Linked DNA regions of Anas platyrhynchos: region 1 is linked to region 2. Evidence: chromatin contacts called from public Hi-C data. All regions are on one chromosome and are shown on one strand. The core of a region is the stretch at or near the end of the contact, and the rest is flanking DNA. Distances in the headings are between cores, read along the strand shown.

Region 1 (4,874 bases), core at 1,904-4,403, 42 kb after region 2:
TTCTGCAAGGGTAAAGTTTTAGTCGGTGATAAAGTGTAATTTAAAAATGAAGGAGAGAGGATGTGGTGTTGTCACGACAGATAAATCCTCTTCTCTCCACACGTACCGGTATTGAAATTTCCATGGTGAGCACGTGGTTTATATCCTTTTCCTTCTATTTCAGTTTTTAATCGAAGTTTCTCTGTGTTTTGTTTGCTTGCTTTTTCAGTTCTACCTCCAGTGTTAGTGCCTAGACATAGTGAATTCAATCCACAGCACAGCCTACTAGTTCAGTTCAGGAACCTAAGCCACAACGAACCACATATGCCACACAATGCGACATTTCCAGACTCTTTCCAGCAACCCAACAGCACTCCATTTTCCATTTCGCCAAACAGTCCCTATCCACCTTCTCCAGCCAGCAGCACTTACCCAAGCTCCCCAGCTAGCTCTGGACCATCTAGTCCGTTTCAGCTACCAGGTAAGTACACGTAAGCATAAATGTGAACTTAATGAAAGTAATGGAAAGGTTTTATTGCAGTGCTAAAACCTGTTGTGACTTAACTCAGGAATTTGTGGTACTTACAATAAATTGCTTTGTTGCTTGCATGTTTTAATCTTGGATTCATTGCTGATTAGAGTTGTTTTATCTTTCCAAATATTCTTTGTCACAGATACCATAGTAGTGAGTTATTTTGCACGGCTTCAATGTAGAATAACTGACATGCTTTAGAAGAATGTCAAGCATTGAAAAGAAAGCTGGTGCAACAGGCTTATCAAAAAGGTGTTTTCAATGTCTTTCTGTGAATGAGAACACTTAAGTGTGGTATTTAACTGGAAAAAAATGGAACAAATTCTCAATGGGACAAGCTTAACTGATTTGGGTGAAAATGAGGGGAAAGCCTGACTGAAAGGGGCAAAGGGAAGAAGCCATGTTGAATCTGTCTGATTATTGGTGTGATTTAGAAAGCTGTGAAGGTAAAGAATTACAGAATTCATCTTTCCAGGAGCTCAGTGACCTCATCTTGTTTCTCACACTGCCCATTGCTGAAAAAAGAGTGTCCAGTCAGCACAATATCCCTCTTGAGTGGGGAGTGACCGAGATCAGTAGTAAGGATGATATCCAGAGGATGATATCCAGAGTGAATTTCTGAAATAAGGGGTAACTGTGTTAGTAGACTAACTGCTGCTGATTGGAGGGAGCAATGCAGAGATGCATGCTTGTGCAATGAACTCAGCCTACACAAGCAGTGAAAAAATAACTGTCTGGTGTAGGCCTTCATCAGGCTATAGCAAATAACATCAGTATTTCTACCTCTTCCTCGTTTCTTGTTGTGCAGAGAGAAGCAGTGGGTGCAAAAGCTAGTGTTTGTGGTACTAAAAGTGGGAGCTATAGTCGTTTTGTCCAGCTGCAGAAGTGCAGTTATAAAAAACAAACAAAGAAAAAGGTGCATATCTTAGTTTTTCTCATGTCTAGCCTTGTCTCTTCTAAACTAAGAATGCAGCTGTTGAAGTTTGCTGTAAAGACAGCTGGCTGTATTGTCTTCGTGTTACTTTGAAAACTGGTCCAAATGTTTTAATATCTCCTATTAAAGAATATTTTAATGTGTTTACAACTGTAAAGTGAATAAATAAATAATTAATTTAAATGGTTGAGGTTTATTCAGTCTTTTTTTTTTTCTTGTTTGTAGCTGATACTCCACCTCCTGCATATATGCCCCCTGATGATCAGATGGGGCAGGATAACTCGCAGTCTATGGACACAAGCAATACAATGATCCCTCAAATTATGCCAAATATATCTACCAGAGGTAAGTTGTATAGTATGTAAAAGTAACATTGTTTGGTTTCTTAGTACTCACAACCAAGTTGAATGAATAGCTTCAAATGATGCAATAAATCTGTGTTGATAAGTGGAAGTAGTCCAAGAAAAACTGGAGTTCTAACAGTAAGAACTACGAAGCAAAACTTGCCTTGCTCATTTGCCTCTCTTGCTTTTAATGCCTCAGATGTGTAGTACAGTTTATGATGAATTGAACTTTTTCGTTCTTAGAATTAGGGTTTTTCCTGCTACTTCTGCTTGCTGTCAGAATTGTATATTCACAAAGGCTCTGAAAATTGCCAAAATAATTAAATAATTAATAATAATTAATAATAATTAAAAAAAATTAATAATAATTAAAAAAAAAAAAGTGGAAGGTTTCACCAGGTATCAGTCATTTGTGTTTTTTGTGTCTTTTTTTTCTTGATATAAGACTTAAAATAGGAAAGTGATTAAAATCAACAGACTAGCTGAAATGCGTGAAAATAATTAAGACTAATCAGGACTGTTCTTGCTCATCATAAAAGTTGGCTAAGCTGTTGATTATTGATATCCTGGAAGACTTGCTTTGCAGTTTTAGTTTTAGTATTTTGACATTTATGTAAACTGTTATTTCCATTTTGCTTATTTTCAGATGTTCAGCCTGTTGCCTATGAAGAACCCAAACACTGGTGTTCGATCGTGTATTACGAATTAAATAATCGTGTTGGAGAGGCTTTTCATGCATCTTCTACAAGTGTCTTAGTAGATGGGTTTACAGATCCCTCCAATAATAAAAACAGGTTCTGCTTAGGTTTGCTCTCGAATGTTAATCGCAACTCAACAATTGAGAACACTAGACGACATATTGGGAAAGGTAAAGCTTTGTCATATTATGCATGATTAGGAAGCTGAAGTCTTGTTTTTTACTTCTTCTGTTCTTGTTTGTGAGTAGTCATTGTTGCAGCACAGAGAAGCTGAAGTATTCTGTGGTTTATTATCTACTTCTCCAGTATCTGAAGACAAGTTACTTAGGCATGGTTTGTTTCTAATTGGTTTAGAAATGGCATACATTTTTCTTTATTACTTATTTAAAAATTTAACTCATTCTTACCAAACTGTAGTGTCATAGGGGCTTTTCGTTATGGTTAATGATATTCTGTATGTAGAAATTTTTATTTCAGCACCAAGAAACACACTGCAGGACTTCTGAAGTTCTATATCTGCTTCGTAAATCAAATTCTTCATACCACTTTACAGTATATCAAAGATACACTTTTTATTTTTGTTGTTCATGCAGGGTATTACACTGCTGTCTACAGTATGTTCAAATATCTTGCATAAGTTGGCAGCAGGACTTTGAAGTGCTAATGTAAAACTGCAAGGGCTCATTTGTCTGAGTGAATCCATGGGTGTGTATGTGTGTGGGAGGGATTCCTGGAGACAGCAGGTTTTGCAAGATCTTCTAGTTTTCCCGTAATGTTTGGCTGATAGCATGTATAGATGCGCAGTGTTCATCCTTGATGGAATGTGCTTGGATTATCTTAAAATGTAGTGCTCCCTTTCTGAGCATGCCCTTTTTTGTAATTAACTGGTGAAGTCCTGAGAAGAGAACCTGATTTCTATTGCACCGATCCAGAGGCCTTTTTAGCACCTAAAATTGTTTGATATGTTCAGGCTTCAGCTTTCCAGATGCAAGTCACTGTTGCTGATAGTGCATCTTCAAGGCCTGTCCTGTCCCTTATGAGGCTTTTAATTAGAAACTACTATAAACATGGCAACACTTTTCAGTTGTTTTGGAAACTGCCAGACGTATATTAATATTTTTTAGAAATTTATCTCTGCAATTCTGTTGTCTAAGAAGGATTAATATAAATGAAAAACAACTAATTTTTTCTGAGGTGGATGGGAGTAGGGGAAAATGATTGTCAGATTTTTTGCTTTGACCACTTTTGATAGTACTGGCAGAGAAATGTTACATTTAAAATGGATCCAAGATCACATAGAGTAGTAGGAACTACAAGTAAATCTGGAGCTTCAAAATGCTGTGTGTCTAGTACTAGTTACTAAGCTAAAACTGCTTTGTAGTAGCATTCCTGAGAAAAATTCAGATTGGTTTGGGATAAAAGGTAATGTGTGGCTTTTGTTCAGACGGTCTTGGAGTTTTTTGCCTCCCAAAAACTACCCAATTCTATCTGCTGAACTTCTGTAGACATACTGTAGTGCAAGCACAAATGATTTCTAATTGTGCATTTTTGTTTTGACATATCAGTTTTCTTCTCAGACTGTTATATTATACAGCTCCCTTCTTTTTATATCTCTCAGTAGGCCTTTACCAAAAATAATTCAGCTAGCAAGTGGTGGTGGTCTCTGTGCCATAAATAGGGTTGTGTAGTGAAGATGTATTCTTGCTCACCCAGATTTTCTGCCAGCTGTTTATAGTTGATCAAGCCAAGGGTTCCTCTGTGTAAACTTCATTCTGCCATAGTCCTAAATGGATCTAGCAATGTTCACGACAGTTGTTGCTGTCTGAAAGATCAGCTTGCATCTGTTGGCTTGCTACAGCCTCACCTGGTAAACGATGGCATAGTCAGCAGTTGATTCTCTGAGCCTTTCAAGAAAGACTTAACCAAACTGAACTAAAACACAACTGTATGGCAGTGGCGGGTGGGGGAAAAAGGGCGAAGATGTGGTGGAAAAGTGGCGGTGAGCATCCGTGGTCAGACACTGAAAGGATTAGTGGCTTTTATGTTTAAATTTTGAGTCAGATGTTGTATGTAGTAGGAGCTTCAGAATATAAAGAGAGGGAATTATTTATGTGCATTGCTGAATCCAGGCAGTTATAATAAGTCTAGGGTCTACCTTGATTTTTAAAGTCCGTAAAACCTGATGTTATTTAATTTGTACAGATAATGGGACTCACATCTGCCTTTGCTTGAAAAAATAGGCTGAAAATCAGAGCAGACTAGGGATGTACTTTCTCATTCATGTCTATCACTACCCCTGCACCGAAGACTCTTTTATTTTCTTTGGAATTCCCATGGGTGGAAGCCAACAGTTTTTTAACACTGCAGTTTTAGAATCTGCATAAGTT
Region 2 (5,019 bases), core at 600-3,099:
GTTGTGAATTCAGTCCCTCCTCCAACCTCCATTTCTCCATTGAGAGTTTCACTTCAATAAGCTGAAAGTAATTATCACCGTACAACTCATCCGTGCTATGTAAATCATGTGCTTCGAAGCAAAGACACCACAGGTTAATTTTCAATTAGCTAAAGAGAGGGAGTGTGTGTGCAGATCCTCAACTGACTGAGAAAAGGTGATTTGAGAGAAGCTGCATAAAAGGAATGTCTGTTCTTGTGACGGTGTGAAGCAGTTTCAGACCTCAGAGCCATTACCTACGTTCATTGTGCTGTTTTCTTCTGTTAAAGCGTTTATTTCTAGAAATGGAATGAAAGCCTAAGCTGCATCCCAGGCCCTTTTTGTGAGCCAGGAATCGTCACAGGTACTTAATTGCTTGTGTCTGTTTAACTGGATTGCGGAGAGATGAGACAGTCCGTGCCAATTAACAACGACGCTGCTGAGCTCGTGTGTAAGCAAAGGGATAACTGTGTGCTGAGGCATCGAAACTCTGATTGTAAGAAAAGCACTCTGAAAGCTTTGATTGTATTAATTACAGCATTGCTTCACATTATAGCTTTGGTGCATGTGCTCGTTTATGTCTTGTCTTCCTCTGTCTTGCAAGCCCCGAAGAGATATAATTACAGCACATCTTTCCTCTTTGAGTTTCCTGCTGGGTTATTTTCTGCTTGAAATCAATGCCTGCCAGTGTGCCTGTGAAATTTCCTGAGGAAGTCGTTTAAATGGTGCTGTAAAAACTGCGACTGTTTTAGTAAGTGGGAGCAATCCAGCGTTGTTTCCAGAAACCTGCAGCATGGAGGGCTGGGGAGCTCGTGCCCATCAGCTCCTGCTGTCCCCTATCTGCTGGTGGCACTGCTCTGCCAACACCTGCATGGAAATGAAGTGGGGAAAAAGGGGCATGAATACTGAGCAGTGTGGATGCAGGGCATCAGGAAGGATTGTCCTCTTCAGCATTGAATAAGAAAGTCTGAAATGGGGGACGTGGTGTTATTGCTTCCAGCTGCTGTACTTACAGGTGTCCTCATCTCTTCATTCACATGGGAAATAGCAGAATAACCCCCTTCTCATCTCTTCCAACTTCTCATCATCTTACATTACGATGCATGTGAGAGGCTCTGTTTGAAATCCCAATCTTTGCTGCCAGCCGAACAGTGAGCAGAGGCCAGCTGGTGAGAGCTCCCCAGTGCTGGCTCCCATAGCTGTGAAGCTGGTCCAGATCTACTTCTTACTGCCCTGTCACCCCTCTGACCCTCATGTGCCCAGGAACATTCCTGTGGAAGATGTGTCTTTTCCAAAGTCTGAGGTTTACACTGTTATTTGCAGGCATTTCCATTTGGGCAATTTCATGCAATTCCTTTTCTATGCACTCACACCACTCTGATAAGAGCATCTCAGTATTTTTGTAGCCTGGCAGGTTTTCCACAGCCTCCCAAACAATGGAGCAATTTTCTGTATTCCAGTGAAGATGTATTGACATGCAACTTGTAGCTATTCCTACTCCTTTCTCACTCAATTTCTTTGCTGTTTCTGTGCAAGATATGTCTTCAGAGAGAATGTGCTGTCCACGCTGTTAGAAAGGTTTTGCTATAGAGAAGCAGTGTTGGCATAAAGATTTCAGGAACTAGATATAGAGGGATTTATTTAGGTGAATCACTGCTGTTGTTGAAGAAGACAGACGTGTTGGGTGCAAGCATTTGCTCCCAGCTGTAATGCTACAAAAGGAGCTGTGAGACCTGAGGTGGATGCTGGTAGCAAAGGGCCAGCTTCCTGGGCTCTTGCTTCTAAAATTCTGGCTGTGTCTTACATCAGCTCGCCATCAGATGGAGCAGTTTTGGAAGCAAAGACCAGAGTTGTTCCCCTTCCACTCAGGCAGCATGCTGCAACATCGTGCTCTGGGCATCAGTGAGTCTTCAGTAATTTGGGGCACATGCAGAAGTTTTAAGGGCTCCATGGCATCCCAGTGCTTCCTAGGTGAGGGAGCAGGGAAGTTGGGGCTTTCGGGGTTGTGGTCTGGGTCTGAAATGCCAGGAGCAGATGGGCTCTGGGCTGTCTCTGGCACAGCAGGAGACTTGACCAAGTCTGCCACTCCTTGCTTCACACACAGACCTGTCCTGTATGTGGAGGGGGGGGGGAGACTGAAAGCTCCTTTGCCTCTGGGAGAGAGGAAAGTATTTATTTTTTGTTGTTTTTCTTCAGTTCCAGAAAGGCACAGGGTGAATGACTGCACGCTGTCTCCATTAGCATCTTGTGTGCTCCAGAGCAATACACCTGCTGATTCCCCTGAATAATATGGCTTAAATGAGGTACATTAAACATGCATTTCCTTGTTGTGAATTTCCAGGAGCTCAATAACGCTGTTTTGGCAGGTTAATTCAGCATTCCTCGCAGTGATGTCTTTAAAGGTTCATTAAAACCCTTCAATGAACTCTTACTTTTTTTTTTTTTCTATGTAAAAGGCCAAAATGAAGATTTTTGTGAGTAAAAGGACGTGAAATCTGTCTCACCATGCTGTGGGCCCTGGGGGGGGGGGGAGGGGGGGAAAATGTGGTCTGTCTGTCCCTGCCCATGGTCACCGGGCAGCCCGGCCCTGACCCCTGCCTTGTTGCTGCTTTGCTTTGGAAATGGAAGCCAAGCTTGGCCCAAAGCTCAGGGCCTGGCTGTGTGGGAGAGTTTGTACGCTACAAAAGAGGCTGTTTTGTTTGGGAGGCTTTTGGTTGGGTGCCTCCCCTCACCCCCCAGCAATTCCCTTTAGGTTTCGCAGATGCTACGAAGCCAACACCGTCCGTGCCAACAAATTGTGATTCTAATCCCGCTTCCTGAGCTTTGCGATCCTCCCCGTTTGGCTGGGGGAGTGATTTGTGTCAGCTGGCCCTGGCCTGGCCTCCAAACCACCACAGGCCGTGCCCAAGGCCTGGGCCCTTGTGGCCTGCTCCCAGCTGGGATCCTGCCCTCCCTTGGGGCCTCCTGCCTTAGAAATCACCCCAAAGTGATGATTTCTTTACCCCACTCGGACCCACTGCCACCATCTGCTGTGGGATGAAGGCTCCTGAGGCACTGACAGCAGTGCCGGGAAGAGCCTGGCTCAGCACGCGGGGAAAATCCGTGAAAGTCCCTGCACACGACAACTGGTTAATTTTTGAACAGCCTTGTAGCTATTTTAGTTGCAGTCTCTTTTAAGGAGATCAACACTGAGGGCAAATTCCTTCCCAGATAAATCATGCTCATTCCACATGCACAAGAAAGTGGGGAATTTTGTTTTTCAAGTGGCTGCTTCACGTGTTTCTCTGGCGGGCAGCTCACACGTCACGCCAGCGCTGTTAACTGTGTGAACGGTGCTTGTCAGCGCGTTTTCACACTGGGGTTTTGGCCTCATCTGATGCCTATAGGATAATTAACTCCCCCTGACATATTACTTTAAAATACCAGATGGTTCAAAACCAAAAAACTTTTAGACAAACTGTCAGCCCCAACATTTTAATTGTCTGCTTCTCTGTTTTATGTGGGGGGGCTGTTTTTGTTGTTGATTTTTTTTTTTTCCTTCTTTAAGAGGAAGGAAGGGTGAGAATAGACTCAGGGCACAAGCTGCTTTTCCTTCACCTTGACAGGCACAGTGTGCATCCTAAGAGCGAGGCAGCTGCAGCCTTTGCGCTGCAGCTGCCCTGCAGCAGGGCCCATGGCCAACAGCAACATCATCGGCACAGTCACCTCCCTTCCGTAGGACCCAGCTGTTTCTGTTGTCACTTTTGGCTTGAGTTTTGCCATTGTTCACCTGATGGTGACATGGCACTGCGGTGTCTCTGGAAGAGCGTGGTGGACGTGCCTGGAGGGCCACGGGTGCAGTGTGCATGTATTGAGCTGGAACTCCAAGCATCACCTTCTCGTGCTCGGTGATGACAGTTGAGGAAATGTGGTGGCCTTTGTGGTCTTCTTAGAATGGAGGAGTTGAAATCTGGCTAACAGACATTATGGAGGTAGTTGTGGTTGAACATGGAGGTTTCTTTTTCTCACATTTTTTGTAGACCGTGCGCACGGAAAATGGTGAATGCCCAACTGCACAAACACCTGAAGCTCTGCACCCTGCTCCAGGAATACCCCATGTGAACACCCCAAATATTTATCCATTTTATCTAATATGATTTCTCTGCCACTTCTTCATGCCTGAGCCAGAAAGTGTGTCTTAGTTCTGAAAAAAAATAAATGCAAAGGTTAAACTCAATACATTTCTGAAGGATTTAAAATTGCAGTTTAGGGGGCAGGGGAGTGCTCTCCCCTGTGTCTCAGGGACCCTCCTGCCGTGCATCACTCTTTCTCATTCCATGAACAAGCACCATCTGAAGTTTTCTAGTCCTTGCTGTGGATAACAGGGTCCCTTAAGAGGAAATGCTGGAGAACCATTCCTGTGATTTTTTGGTAGCTCTTGACCTTAAGGCCAGAATCACTTCTGTAGTTTGGTCCTGTCTTCAGGAGAAGTGAATGAAAGGGCTCACTCAGCCAGCCCCAGTGATCCTACAGCCCCTGCCCCGAATTCTGCCCCTTGAGTCTCTCCTTCATTAAGTTCATCAATGCTATCTGGAAATGAGCTTGCAATGAGCTCTTCTCAGCTCACATGAAAGCACTATGATTTCCTGATATGTGCTGTGCATGTTAAACATCTCCAGCATATTCTTCTTTGGGCAGCATCTGCTTTTCCCAGTTTTAGTCCCGATGCAGCCCTGGTATTGTTTTACGAGAATCTGAAGGCCATGTGTGTTTGTCTCTTCCATGGATAATGTAGTTTCTGTTCAGAATAATCACGTGATTTTTGTTTTGATCCTTTTCCCATGTGCTTGGGGTCATCTTTGCTGCAAGCTGCAGATCACGTACAGGGCAGTGAATATTTATTTGCTGGACTGACGAGAAAGGTGTTGATTGCAGTTGCAATGTGTTATTGCTGTGCATTAGTGGATTTTACAACAGTTTTCTTTGCAAATGCTTATTGGATTTGCTTCCTCCAAAGTGATA

What was found. A called contact is a pair of places that touch in the nucleus more often than the background predicts.
Region 1: a contact with region 2 is called in a Hi-C map of subcutaneous adipose tissue, with 5 times the contacts expected there. The contact joins two enhancer-like sites. A contact is called at or near these places in 3 of 8 Hi-C or Micro-C datasets (liver, skeletal muscle and subcutaneous adipose tissue).

Annotation. Positions count from the first base shown.
Region 1 is chr14:3,745,073-3,749,946 of IASCAAS_PekinDuck_T2T, forward strand. It overlaps SMAD5 (SMAD family member 5), which reads left to right. Exons shown (of 8, transcript XM_072044641.1): 4 at 209-460; 5 at 1,671-1,790; 6 at 2,436-2,657. Among named protein-coding and RNA genes, the nearest start is that of SMIM32, 18 kb to the right of the region's middle. Within about 2 kb of position 3,154, at least 1 of the 8 cell types and tissues checked has an H3K27ac peak or open chromatin away from gene starts, as enhancers often do. A contact at or near this core is called in subcutaneous adipose tissue, where this site is marked.
Region 2 is chr14:3,704,837-3,709,855 of IASCAAS_PekinDuck_T2T, forward strand. No RefSeq gene overlaps it. Among named protein-coding and RNA genes, the nearest start is that of SMAD5, 17 kb to the right of the region's middle. Within about 2 kb of position 1,850, at least 3 of the 8 cell types and tissues checked have an H3K27ac peak or open chromatin away from gene starts, as enhancers often do. A contact at or near this core is called in subcutaneous adipose tissue, where this site is marked.